Linked DNA regions of Zea mays: region 1 is linked to region 2. The links are chromatin contacts, called in public Hi-C maps. All regions are on one chromosome and are shown on one strand. The core of a region is the stretch at or near the end of the contact, and the rest is flanking DNA. Distances in the headings are between cores, read along the strand shown.

What was found. Hi-C and Micro-C count contacts between places; a contact is called where the count stands out from the background.
Region 1: a Hi-C map of endosperm shows a contact between it and region 2, with 1.7 times the contacts expected there. The contact joins the promoter of LOC100274830 here to the promoter of LOC100272437 in region 2. A contact is called at or near these places in 5 of 25 Hi-C or Micro-C datasets (bundle sheath, ear, endosperm and 2 more).

Annotation. Positions count from the first base shown.
Region 1 is chr4:202,392,994-202,400,538 of Zm-B73-REFERENCE-NAM-5.0, forward strand. It overlaps LOC100274830, which reads right to left and starts at 1,549. Exons shown (of 2, transcript NM_001149098.2): 1 at 605-1,549. The coding sequence starts at 1,482. The coding sequence ends at 607.
Region 2 is chr4:201,895,544-201,902,320 of Zm-B73-REFERENCE-NAM-5.0, forward strand. It overlaps LOC100272437 (MAP3K-like protein kinase), which reads right to left and starts at 3,797. Exons shown (of 6, transcript NM_001146911.1): 1 at 3,375-3,797; 2 at 2,015-2,113; 3 at 1,601-1,901; 4 at 1,294-1,517; 5 at 1,069-1,155; 6 at 468-964. The coding sequence starts at 3,725. The coding sequence ends at 779. LOC100217158 reads right to left here. Exons shown (of 4, transcript NM_001143523.1): 3 at 5,551-5,666; 4 at 4,322-5,357. The coding sequence ends at 4,752.

The DNA.
Region 1 (7,545 bases), core at 299-2,798, 500 kb after region 2:
ATAAGTGAATCAGGCACCACTTCAAGATTCACTCTACCTAGGTGCTACGAGCCAAACTGCCAAATGCCTACTCACAACTAGGCACTTGGCGACTTGGCGTATTGGTATGAGCCTGTTGCTGACCTGGCGTTGTGTGGTCTTTTGCTTTTATTTGACTGCATGGCATGAAACGATTCCACAAAATTAAAAAAAAAACATTCACATTTAATAAAACTAGGTTTACCACACTTTCTGTTGCTTAGCATACAAAACTAGTGAACCCACAGGGTTAGTCAAACATATTTGGCTTTTATACTACTTTTTTTGTTTATAGCACCAATGACACTGCCTTTGTCATTTGACTGCAACATGGCACCGCCATTGACAATCCCACATTATCGTTTCCTATCTGGTTTCAGGAAAACGAAGAGGTTGTGCACAAGAACAAGGACATCTAAATATAATACAATCGAAGGCTATGTATTTTGCACGCCTCATTAGGATCAGACATAACACACAGGGTCCACACAAAAACTACACTGTCCTGGAATGCGAAGTAAGATTAAGGCATCGATAGAAAAATAGAAATGCATGATCGGAGTGTAAAATCACCATGACTACTAACCTTCACAACACGACATCGCACCTTCTTGGCGGCCCATCGAAGGCCGCCTCAGTGGAATTCTTCCCGCGGAAAACCACCTTGACGCCATCGCACATAACCCTCATGACCCTCCGGCGCGTGCGCCAGCCACCTCTGTCGAAGACGGCGACGGCCATGAGCCTGACCTCGACGTCGACAGCGCCCCCGGCGCCGGTCTTGAGCGCTGCGGCGTCGTCGGGCCCGACGTAGGCATCCTCTACGACGAGGCGGAAGGCGATCGTGGTGGTGTTGCCGGGGCCCTGGCCGAAGGGCGCGAGCGAGGCGACGGCGAGCGGGGAGGAGGGCGCGAAGGAGACGGATGCGAGGGGTGAGAAGTAGGCGACGGAGAGCTTGGCGTTGGGGTTGGCGGCGAGGAGGGCAGCGTCGAAGGAGGCGGAGAGTGAGGAGTTGGCGGGGGAGTAAGCGACGCGGGAGAGGGCCAGGGAGGTGAGGGAGAAGGCCGGGGCGCGCGGGCGGAGGAGGAGCCAGACTATGAAGGTGGCGGCGCCGAGGAGAAGGAAGGCGCCAACGACGGCGGCGAGGAGGCGGCGCAGGCAGGTGGGCGGCGGCGGCGGGTGGGCCGCGTAGTGGTGGTGCGTCGGCGGGGGCGGGGGATACGGGTAGTGGTGGTGCGGCGGCGGGTGATGGTGGTGAGGAGGGGCGGGGTAGGGGTACGCGACGCCGAAGGTCGCCGGAGCGGAGCCGTTGGCGGCGGCGGCGGCGGGCGGCGCGGCGGCGAAGTAGGCGCTGGGGTTCCCGTTGGGGGCGGGGTAGCCCATGGCGGGGGCCGGCGGGGCCGGGGGCTTGGAGTTGGGATGGTCGGGCGGGTGAGCGGAGGAGGACGAGGAGGAGGGCTGCATGCTGGAGATCCGGCGGAGGAGTGGCGCGGCGCTGGTCGGTGAGAGCAGGCGAGCGGTGGTGTTGTTGTGGTGGGGTTTGCTTTCGGTTCAGCGATGGATGGTGATTTAGGATCTGCTCCTCACTACTGGCCGTGGGACGTTGAGATTGAGACGGCGGCAGCAGCGCGGGCGTCTCTCTCTCTCTCTCCGCGTCTGCGTGCCTCCTTTTCCTGCTGCTATGCCTGCGCGTGGGTCGGTTCACAGGTGGCCTGCCATAGATTGGGACGTCGGAGTACGCGGCGATAAATCCTGTTCCGTTCCGTCTTTTTCTCGAACGAAGTTTTACTCCCACTCCGTTCCTTTGTGGGCGGGTATTTATCCTAAACATCGAAAATGTGGGACAAATTTATTATTTTAAATATATATTATAAAGAATTTATTATAATTTTTAGTTATGTTGTTAAGCACATTATAAAAAATAAAAATAAAGCTTTTGTGCATTATTTGCTCCCTGTATAAAAAGTAAAAAATCATCCGAATTCAAATCTGTATCCGTATCCGAATTTTGTATTTTTCATTTGACAAATTATAGAACAAATTTAAGGTTCACCTGTTATGAATTTTAACAAGCTTAATGCTAAAAACAAAAACAACAACCTTAATGCTAAAAACAAAAACATAGGTTTGCATGACATATTTTATATCCTAATTATTCATAATAAAAAAGACCAAAAACTTAATATCCCAACAAGTATCATTCGGATTCATCCATACAAGCTCTATACTTCATGGCAAGACGTGTAGAGGACTTCAAGGATCGAATGTGTTGGCGCCGATCCGGGCGCTAATCACTGCATTGAGAACCGGCGGCGGTGCTCTGCACAGGCGTGGACGGTCCGTGGCTAGGGACCGGACGGTCCGCGAACTGGAGCAGGGCTAGGGTTCCCTGCCTGACGGGCCGGACGGTCCGAGCCTATAGGCCGGACGATCCGCGCGTGCGCAGGTGCGGCCGAGTTCGTCGACGGCGCCTGAATCTCGCTCCCGGGAGGGACCCCGTCGGGGAGGAGAGATTCTATGTGTTATCTAGGGTCAGCAGGCTGACCTAGACACCTCTAATCGACGTAGAGCCGAAGAGAAGCGAAGAATTTGGGGATTGAGAGGCTAAACTAGAACTAAACTAGAACTACTCCTAATGCCTAAGGTAAAAACGAGAGATAAACTGATTATTGATTTGATTGTTGATGATTAATCAGCCGTATTCCTCTGTATTTATAGAGGAGGGGGCTGGACCCATTACAAACAAATTTCTCGAGTCAATTCCGCGAATCTAGCCAATAACTGTAGCAAGAAACTCGGAACCCTAACTGACTCTGCGCGCGCGGACCGTCCGCACGGTCATTTTTGCTCTCCAACATATGCCCCCTGCCCTTTGGCGGAGCTGAGCGAACCAAAAGCAACTAACTCGATGTGATCACATCGGTTTTCTTAGACTTCTTGCCACATATTAGGATGGTACTGCTTGAGGAAACGCCCGTTTAACGCCTTAGGCAAATCTTTGCCTTGTAATATTTGCAATTAGTAGGCGTTACCGGACATCACCTGTGTGACTCTGTAAGGGCCTTTCCAGCTTGGCGACCACTTCCCAAACTTCCGGTCTTTGCTCCTTAGAGGCAAGATAGTCTTCCATACCAGGTCCCTTACCTGGAACGATTTAGCCTTGACCTTCTTGTTGTAAGCTTTGGCGACCATGACCTTGTCCTTTTCTATTTCTCCTAAGGGCGTCACTCTCTTGTCGGTCACTTCATCAATATTGTCCATCATTGAATTATAATAATCACCGACAGTCAGATCATTTTGCTTGGCGAACCTGACAACATTTAAACTTATCTCTGCAGGTAACACTGCTTCCTGCCCATAGACAAGCTCAAACGGAGATACTTTAGTAGCACTGTGTTTAGATATTCTATGAGCTCATAAAGCTTCGGACAAAGTTTATGCAACTACTTAGGATTATCAGATATCTTCTTTTTTTATCAGGCTAATCAATGTCCTATTACTAGACTCGGCCTGTCCATTGCCCTGGCCATAATACGAAGATGAATTGAGTAACTTAATTCTATAAATTCAGCAAACTCACGTACCTCCTTTGACATAAAATAAGCCCCCTGGTCTATAGTCAAAGTCTGGGGAATGCCGAATCTATGAATAATATGCTCAGTTATGAACTCAATTACCTCTATGTGTGTCATGTTCTTTAGAGCAACGGCTTCAGTCCATTTGGTAAAGTAGTCAGTGGCAACTAACACGAACTGATGCCCTTTTGATGATGAAGGATGAATCTCTCCTATAAAGTCCAATCCCCATCCTTGAAAGGCCAAGGCTTAATGATAGGATGTAATTCGGCTGCAGGGACCAACTGTAAGTCGTCGATGTTTTGACATACTTGGCATCCTTTGTAGTACTTGAAACAATCAGCTACCATGTTAGGCCAATAGAAGCCAGACCTTCGCAATAACAACTTCATCTTTGAAGCCGATTGATGGGTACCATAAATCCCTTCATGTACTTCGGCCATGTCTAATATAGCATCACCTGGGCCCAAGCATTTAAGTAGGACATCGTTGCCTGTTCGGCGGTAGAGTTCATCACTTATTAAAATATACTTAAAAGTTGTACGCCGAACGTTCCTATCCGTCCTAACACTGGGATTTTGTAGATAATTATGGGTGTCCTCCAATCGCTTGCATCAGCTTCATTACCAGCCGAATCAATCAGGAGAACCTTCCTGGCAGCCTCGAACGGACCGGAACCCTCACCTGGACGGTATGCGACTTGGGGAATTGGCCCTGTACTGGTTATCAGATTTTAGGTGTTGTGAAATTTCCCTCGTTTTATCCGATAACCTGATGCATCTTGTGCCAAATTGTTAGTTCTGTGATTCTCAACTCTAGAGATGTGTCGAATGTTGAATTCGTCAAAAGAATGAATTATGCCCCCAACATTCTTCAAGGTAATTGTTTAAAGTACCATCAAAACATTGATACTCTTCTAATACCTGTTGGACAACTAGCTGAGAATCACCAAATGCCTTCACATGTTTTACTCTCATAAAATTTAAAAGTTCCAAGCCAAACAAAAGGGCCTCATATTCGGCTTGATTGTTAGTGCAATGAGTTTTCACTTTTCAGTCGGCTAGAGGTCGAAAGAGACATTACTTGGTGAAACAAGCACGATGCCAATTTCTTGTCCTTCAGTGCAAACTGATCCAACAAAATATAAAGTCCAGAGAGTAACAGTGAGGTATGATATGTCTAGTTTGAGTATCATTGATCCGATATTCTACAATAAAATCTGCTACGACCTGGCCTTTCATAGATTTCAATGGTTCATAGGTCAAGTCATATTCTATAAGTGTATAAGCCCATTTACCAATTCTACCACTCATAATCGGGTTTTGGAACATGTATTTGATCACATTGGTTTGACCGGAAACGATGCAATGAGTAGACAACAAATAACATCTACACTTGGTGCATGCATAAAACAAGCATAAGCATAACTTCTCGATGAAAGTGTACCTCGTTTCAGCATCCACCAGCCTCTGACTTAGGTAGGCTACCACATGCTCCTTTCCTTTGGTCTCTTGCGTCAGAATAGCTCCAATAACTTTATCTTTAGCTGTAATGTATAATCTGAACGGTACTCCTGCCTGTGGCGCTTTTAACACGGGAGCCGAAGACAAATACTTTCTAATGAGATCAAACGCTTCTTGTTGTTCTGCCCCCAGGTGAATTCGGCATCATTTTTAAGCCGAAGGATAGGAGTGAAGGCATCAATTTTCCCGGCTAGGTTAGAAAACCTCCGTAAATAATTTACCTTGCCGAGGAACTTCTGCACTTCAAGCTTACAGGTCGAAGGTCCCACATTCCGAATGGATTTAATTCGGTTAGGGTCTATCTCTATACCATGTTCATGAATGATGAATCCTAAGAACTTACCAGCTGATACTCCAAAAGCACATTTACGTGGATTCATTTTCAGACCATATCGACGCATTTTATCAAAGGCTTTGCACAAATCGGCTATATGAGAACTAAACTCAGCCGATTTGACTACAATATCATCAATGTAGACTTCCACAGTGTTTCCCAACAGTTCGTGAAAGATCAAATTCATAGCCCTCTGATAAGTAGCACCAGAATTTTTCAGACCAAATGTCATGACAACCCACTCAAAAAAACCAATGAAGCCTAGACATATAAAGGTTGTTTTAGACGCATCTTCTTCGGCCATGAAAATCTGATTATATCCGGCATTACCATCAAGAAAGCTAATAATTCTATTTCCTGACGCATTATTGATTAACATGTCGGCTATGGGCATGGGATATTCATCTTTAGGAGTTGCTCTATTCAAATTGCGAAAATCAATGCATACTCTAAGCTTACCTGATTCTTTCTTCTCCACCGGCGCAATATTGGAGACCCACACTGCGTATCTGCAAGGTCTAATAAAATTAGCTTCTAGTAGCTGGTGAATTTTGTCCTTTATTTGTGGGAGTAGGTCTGGACAAAATGTTCTAGCTTTCTGCTTGAAAGGTCTGAAACCGGACTTAATGGGCAGCCGATGCTCTACTATCTCACGGCTTAATCCTGGCATCTCAGTATAGTTCCAAGCAAAGCAATCAGAATATTCTTTCAATAGACCCATCATTTCATCTCTAGGATCGATCTCCAGGGTCTTGTTCACAAAAGTCGGTCTTGAAGTTTTACCATCCCCTATATCGATCTCCTCCAAAGGATCGGCCGATGTAAACCCCTGTCCTAATTTATCGAGATCTCTGAATTCCTCTATTATGTCTCCCACGGGGGAATTAGATGATCTCTGTGTGACGGTGGATCGTCCGGTCTCGAGAGTTGGATCGTCTGCGACACTGGTTTTATGTTGTGGTGACTGCTCGGCCTTGAAAGCCGAACCGTTCTGCGATAGACCGGACCGTCTGGTCTCAGAGGTCAGACCGTCCGCGACCAGGGACTCATTCATTCTGTGTGTACTCATCATTTAAACTTTATTTAGGATTTAGCTGATTCTCCATCGGCTCTAGCATTATAGGAATGAAACCCTTTTTATCTATACTTATGAACTGATAATCAGAAAAATATACTCCTGCGAGACACGTAGCAGTCTCATAGGTCTAAAGTACAGGGGCATCAGCCACAGCGATACAGGTCGATGCATTAGCATGCACTTGTTCTATATCGTCGCCTACCCAGCAACATTTGATGTAATATAGAATGTACGCATTGATTAGCATGGATCCAATCTCTGCCTAGGATTAGACTGTAATTTCCTTCTACATAAACAACGAAGAATGCAGCAGCAAGGGTCTTAGTCCCGATGGTTAATTCAATGGGCGTGACTCCCTTGGCTTTGATCGAACTATCAGTTCCAACGCCGCTGAGAGCCATGTTGGTCGTTGGTCTTGACAAGTTCGTCATCATGTTTACCTAAATTTCTATACAATGAATAAGGCATTAGATTTACACCCCCCCTCCCCGTCTACCAACATTTTAGCAATCGGTATCCCATCAATGTGACCGCACACCAAGAGCGGCTTTAAATGATTTACCGATTCTTTTGGTTTAGTGAAGGCGGCCTCTTTAGGACCAAAGTCGAACTGAGCAACGACAAGTTCATCGTCGCCGACAATAGTACAATCGGAAAAAAATGTAATAACATTTACGTCCATACCTAGGTGCTCTGGAGAAGCTTCGTAGTCGACCAGGTCTTCTCCCAGTAGGTCCTCCTCCTCCATGGGCGTCAGCACGTCGTTGGAGGTGTCCTAGTGTAGTGCGGACGGTCCATGTTATCTGCGGATGGTCCGACCTTTATAGCCGGACTGTCTGCCGTACCTGCAGAGAGCTATGAAGTTGCTGTCTCATTTTCTGTCTTCGTGGCTGTTTGATTTATCTCAACGGCCTTTGGCCTCCACCTCTTTTGCGGTGGTGGGTACTGCGGATGTGTGTCATTAAATATTTTTTCTACTTCTTTTTCCTTGCTCTCCTTTGCTCTTAAGCGTTGCAA
Region 2 (6,777 bases), core at 2,547-5,046:
AGATCTATATCGATCTAGTTTTTTTAAAATCTCTTTAGGGATCTCAAAAACAGACATCATAAACATGGGAAGACTGCTAAGCACCGAATTTAAAAGGACTAATCTACCTCCATAAGAAAGGTGTTTTGCTTTTCAGGAGGCTAATTTTTTCTCGAACCTTTCTTCTATGACCCTCTATTCACTATTTCGGAGTTTCCTATGATGCATCGGTATACCCAAATATTTAAAATTGCATCCAAAGAGTTCAGCATACTGATTTTTAAAATCTTTTGCGGCTCCATAGCAAATAATTTTGTTTTTATGGAAATTTATCTTTAGACTGAAAGTTCTTCAAAAACACTTAGTAACAATTTCATGCTTTTGGGTATACCGAGCTAAAACTGCCGTGGTTCTGAGATAAGCCTATGCACTGCAGCGATGCCGAGCTAAAGGAGACAATAGAAAAAAAAAATCGATAGTCCGGACCTGAAAGCACTTCGAACAAGATAAACACGCTGTAATTTCTCTCTCCCGGTTCACATGGCTACGTCACTGACAGTAGGGCCATGAGACATTTTTTTAAGGAACTTATTAGAACATTCACGATAACGACGCCAATCAATAAAAATGAATGATGAATTTAACTGATTCCCGTATCCAACTAACTACGTTGCGCAGTAAACCCAAATATACAGCTCAGTTCAGCTCAGCCTCAGCTCATCTCATGGGACGATGCTCCTATCAGCTCGCAGAGCATGTAGCAAGAGCAGCAAAACCAGTCACCAATGCCGCTCGGCTCTCACGAGCGCGACAAAAGAAGCAGAGAAGCCAGTCCCAGCAAGAAGCTCCATTGCGAGGACAGGGCCATCGTTCCAGCGCTAGCATCGCCGCCTGCTGTTGAGCCTCTGCTGCCGGGGGTGGATGCCTTGGGCGGTGACGGCGGCGGCGGTGGGGGTATCACGCAGGTCCCGAATGTCGAATTCGCCTGCTCCTCATTTGCCACCAGAGTAAGCAAATAACGTCGAATTTGTGTGACATCATGTTGCTGTTCAGAGAAATGAAATGAAATGAATTCAGACAGAGCTATACCTTGCAATACGCGATGTTGTCGCATCCGCACACCATATGACCGTTCGCAATGTCCGTAGCCAAGGGAGCTCCTCCACCGTCACTTCTCTGCGTCATTAAGATTTATAAGATGTCAGACTTCTTAACAAAGCTACTACATGATCCTTAACAATGGCAGAATGAAGCCTGGCCCTGACAAAACAGTTTCAGACTTCTCAACAAAGCTACTACATGATCTTCGCGTACCATGTAAAAATCAACAGCGATGTAGTTCGGCCACCGGTTGCCTGAAGCGTCATGGCACGTCTTCAGCATGCTGTCGAGTGGCGCCGAATTGTTCCCGCAGGCACCGGTCTGGCTCGGGTTAGTCGTGAAGAAGTTCATCAGGACAAGCGACTGGCCTTTGGAATCCATGGCCGGAGACTCTGCGCGGTTGGGGCATTTGCCTGCTACCATGCCCTCATCTCCGTCTGTGTGGTGGACAAAGAAAACCTGATCAGCAAGAGCGTCAAGGAAAAGGGAACTAAAAAATCATGTACACAAACCTACATACATTGGTTCTCCACGACGTAGTTCCACTCATACGCGATCCCCTCGCTCGCCTCCTTGGCTCTCTTTGAGGTGAAGACTAGCAGGCGCTGGTTCTGGCTGATCATGTCCTTGAGCAGAGGCCAGTCGCCGCCGCTCTTCGGCATCTTTGCCACCGGGAACCAGTACTTCGTGAGGCCGGAGGCGTTGAACACTCTCGGCAAGGACCCTACCGCGGTGTAGTCTTCTAGGAAGATCGTGACCACTTGCGACGGGTTCGCGTCGAGGAATGTCTGGATCTCTTTGAACACATTGATGGCAGGTTGCTGAGTGGATAACAGGGTAGGAAAAAAAAACTCAAGATTAGAGTTACACCTCAAGTGAACTTCTTTTTTTTTTCAGGAGAGTGGAGAGATGTATGTATAGCTGACAATCTTACGAAGGCAGTGAAGTTGTAGCATTTTCCTTGGAACGAGTGGCACAACCAGACATCGTTGTCGAAGTCGTACGTGTCGAGCATCAGGCCCCTAACACCGTTCTGCACATAACCAGGTACAGGTCCCATGGTTAGCATCTTATGCACAACAAACGGTTTGGTTAGGCAAAACTCTGGCAGATGAGCACGAAACGATAGTAGTGGTGAGCAACAAACCAACTCATCTGTTGACCACCAACTGAACATTGGAGTCAATTTGAGCTCAAGTTCCAGATGACACCATTTGGAAAGATAAAAAGGGGCAGTGTGTATGACATGGCAGGTGAGATAAGTGTGGCCCCTTCATTTTCTTAAGAAGGAAGCAACCGATGCCTGAACTGGACAAGATCTCTGTGCTTAACAACTTGAAGCAATCAAACCAACAACCCATACGCTTTCTCTACTGAAGAATACAGCGAGTGCCACCCATGTTTCATGAGTTAGGTAGAGCTTGTTTAAATTAAAGAGGAATAAGTACCAGCCCGCATGGGGGCACATGATTCGTTCTTTCCTACAACAATCCATGGTGGCATAATAGTGGCCATGGGCAGAGAGGTACAACCATATGAATGCGGATAAACAAAAGGCGCTAATCAGTCTGCATAAAGTAACTGGTGGAATAGCTAGGCACATGCACATTATTGTGCAGTAACACTGTCAATCTGTGCTAGATGTTCATGCCTTTTTTTTCAGAGTGAAACTTTAGCTATCGGTTGGTGGCACAGGTCCGTGGGGAAGACATCTGCCATGATTCTAGCTGTGGAAAAAAGGGGGCTTGGGCGTGTATGTGCTGATGAATTGAACCAAAGCATGGAGTTACTTTTGTGTGCTGTGGACTTGCGATGGTAATATTCCTCCGTCCGATAGACAAATTGAAGGCAAAAGGTGGAAACAGTGTGCTGTGCGTGCTTTTGGTCACGGGGTGGAGTGGGGATGGAATGTCCTACTATGTTCCATTCCATGAGCAGTCCAACGGAAGCAGAGCAGAAAGGTCCAGTTTTTCCTTGACTGTTAGGAAGAGCCTGAGTTCGATCTGGAAGAGAACGGCGCAGGCTTTTCTTCACCTATGTTTTTTTTTGTTTGGTTTGGTACTCCTAGATTTTGCTGGACATGTGTTGTAGTGAAGACGATACAGAAGGTGATGCTATCTATGTGGTAGTTAAAAAGAGAGATAAGAAGAACAAGTGAGCTCGATGCAGTTTCCATTCCCAGCGGCGCCGGCGTCGGAGCGGAAGGCGGAAGCGGTTAGACGACCTGAGCTGGCCTCAGCAGTGGAGAGGCCGGGCGGCAAATGAATGGATGAAACGGGAACTGGTTGGGTTACCTTGAGCTGCGCGGTGACGGCGTCCTCCTGGTTGGTCTCGGTGATGAGCGCGGAGCCGGTGGCGGAGGCGGCGCCGGCGAGGGCGTAGGAGTTGTGGGTGGTGAGCCACGAGTAGTTGTTGAAGGGGAGGCCCGTGCCGTGGGTGGCCGGGTCCACGGGGCTGGCGCGCGTGCAGATGCTGCCCCCGCCGGCGCCGCAGGGGCTGCAGTGCAGGCCGGAGCCGCAGCCGCCGCCGGAGGAGGAGGAGCACGCGTCGCCCACCTGCGCCGCCGCTGCCGGGTGCGCAAACGGCAACAAGAGCAGGGCGGCCCAGAAGAGCGGCAGCCGTGGCAGGAGACGGGCAGGCGCCATTGATTGATTGGGATGGACGGCAACGGCGAGGGCCGAGGAGGACGAGCAGGAGGAAGCGGCGAAGCGCTCTCGTGGTGGTTTGGTGAGGACTGAGGAGGACAGAGGACTCGGCCTACAACCTTTTTTTTATTGCAACAGCACAGCTACACCATTCTTATGAGATGTAATTTAATAAAGAGATATAAGAGAGTTCTATGAAAAATAAAAGAGAGTAGAATAAAACTTTAGATACACTATTTACTAACAGTTATTAACATGGCGGCCGCATAAAACTATCCGTTGATTGACCTTACTAATCAAGGGCTAATTTGGGAACCATATTTTTATTTTCTTTTTCCCAGGAGAGATTTAAAACAAAAGGAAGGCGAAAAAACTCGCTGATTTAAAACAAAAGGAAGGAGAGATTTAACATGGCGGCCGCATAAAACTAGCCGGAGGCGGAAGGACAGCACGGCACGTCGCATGTTTTGTTCTCCGTCTGCACGGGTGCCAGCCAAAGCCATCTTTTGTCATCAGTGACCAACAACAACGTGTTGGGAGGTTGGTTGGCTACAAGTCGTTGCTAGTGTTGGTAGGATTTGTTACCATTGCCAATTCAAATCACAACTCCGTCTTCTCCTGCTGCCTGTCATCATCAGCAAACGCCCACTGTCCATGACACACGACAAATTCAATATACATACATACCTTGCTACCAATTCAACATCTAGCCTAGCTACAACATTTCCCAGGCCAGGTAACCCTCATCTAGAACAAACAATGTCAACATTTCTCAGCCAACTAGGGAGCATTCAAGCCCAAGTTGGCTGCTTCCATTCGTACCCACACAAGATCTATTAGACTTGAACACATCTGGATTGACTACCTCACTGTCTGTCTCATCATGTATAATTTAGCTTCCATTCAAATTCTGAGCATCCTTTTCGTTTCAAATATGCATAACCAGCATGCTCTCCACACACTGCTGACTGAACAAGCACGACACACACACACACACACAGCTCGCGTGGAAAGGGACACTTCCATTCACATGGGCTTCCACACGCTGAGCACCTCCTGGAACATGTCGTGCATGAGCTCGCGGTCCGCGTGGTGGAAGAAGCCGTGCATCTCGTCCCTCACGTCATAGATCTTCCCGAACACGAACAGGTAGGTGAGGCACCCTTTCTTCAGCCGCTCCAGCCGGTACAGCCACGCCACGTGGAGCCGCTCCAGCACGTTGCCCGAGCCTATGTCCTCCAGCAGGCTCTCCTCGCAGCAGTCCTTGATGTCGCCGATCCCGTACTTGTCCGCCGCCGCCAGCAGCGGCAGCCGGTGCTTCCAGAACTGTCCCTGCTCGATCGTCCCGTACACGAAGCCCAGCAGCGCCGAGCACGACTCCACGCACATGTCGCCGATGTCCACCGTCGACGACTCCTTCTCCCTCAGGTCGTGCACGAACATGCTCTTGAACACGGGGGAGCACGCCGCCAGCACCGCCTTGTGCGCCTTCAGCACCCCGTCCGTCGTGTTGATGGTCACGTCCGCGTGGATGGAGTCCGCCAGCATGCGCGACAGGCAGCCCAGGGCGCTCTTGCTCGCGATCTTCTGCACCATGCCTTCGTTTGGCCACACCGATGACGATTCCGTAGCCTATAACAACAGTTAGCAGCACACTGGGCAGCATTAGCATATCATTAGCTAACAGCAAGAGTGAGGAATCTCCCAAGTCATTAACTGCTGTCAAAACGATTAGCACTAAAAATGAGGACTACTGAATGTCGCATGAATCACGTTTGTCTGAATTGGATTTAAAAAAAAGGACGAAGCTGGAATGGATACTTGCATTGTTCGTGGCTATCCTCAGGTCTAGAAACTCAACATCAATCGTAAAACGCCCATGGGACATCGCATCGACTTGCCATACAAAATCATCGCTGGTACGCAGAAGATGCTCGTGCACTGCCACAGGACAAGGATAAAACAATCACATTTATCAGAATAAGAGACAAGTGAAGTCATCAGTCATCAAACCACAGAAACAAGGGAGATTATTTGTGTATCAGGGTTCAGGGAGATTCTCCAGATCATTCGTCACTAGATTAGAGTCTGGTTCACGGTGCACCCAGCATCAGTATTAGAAAAATAATACCATGTAATTTTTTTTATGAAACAATTTATCATCTCACGTGAGTTTTGCAAACGAATTTCACCGAATTGGCAAACATTTTTTTTACTAAATTGCAAATGGAAACTTTTGTGCGGCAAAACCCCATGATAAAATTCTAGGTCTGCCCCTGCAGCCATGGTCTTTTATATGGGCAAAGGGATGCCTCATGTCCAGTCCAGTTAATCGCTGCTTCACATTTGCAATACACATTTTTGTATCCTTCATGAAGCAGCAGCATATCAACACTGCTATTTACTGGATTGGAGAGCTTCAAATTACTTTCCTGGTTGGTAACCAACTGTTGGAGGCTTTGGAATGCTTTTCGATAGTGTTTGGTTGGATCTTTTGTAACAGTATTTTATTACAGTGGCACTTGATAATGTTAGATTGTGTTTGTTTCGCATCCACAGTAAACACATCACGCCGTAGAGCGATATGGCCTTATAGAAACCTGATACCACTCAAACCCGAGTTTGGTCTATTCCATCTCCCCCTCGATATCTTCGTCCAGTTCGTGCCCTGTGATGGCGCCATGCCATTACGCCCCCCGCCCATTACTACAGTCTCTTCACATCCTAGCGTGACTCCACCCACCCATTCCCTTTCTCTCTGCTTTATACAATCTCATCCTGGATATGCAACTGGCTGCAGTGCTCCCACAACCGCCACCCACACATGAGCTCGGGAATCCAATCCGCTCCACTCCGTAGGATCGGAGGAAGATGTCTAAGAATCCGATGGTTGTCGTCAAAGGAGAAATGCTGATTTCCCCTTGCTCACGCCGTGAGGGCCTCCTCGAGCTGGATCAACATCGCGGACACCTGCTCCACTGCCTTGGCCTTGTCTCCATCGTCCATGTCCCTTAGCCACCCGAAGAATCGTCAGGACCATGCGCCTCAGCGG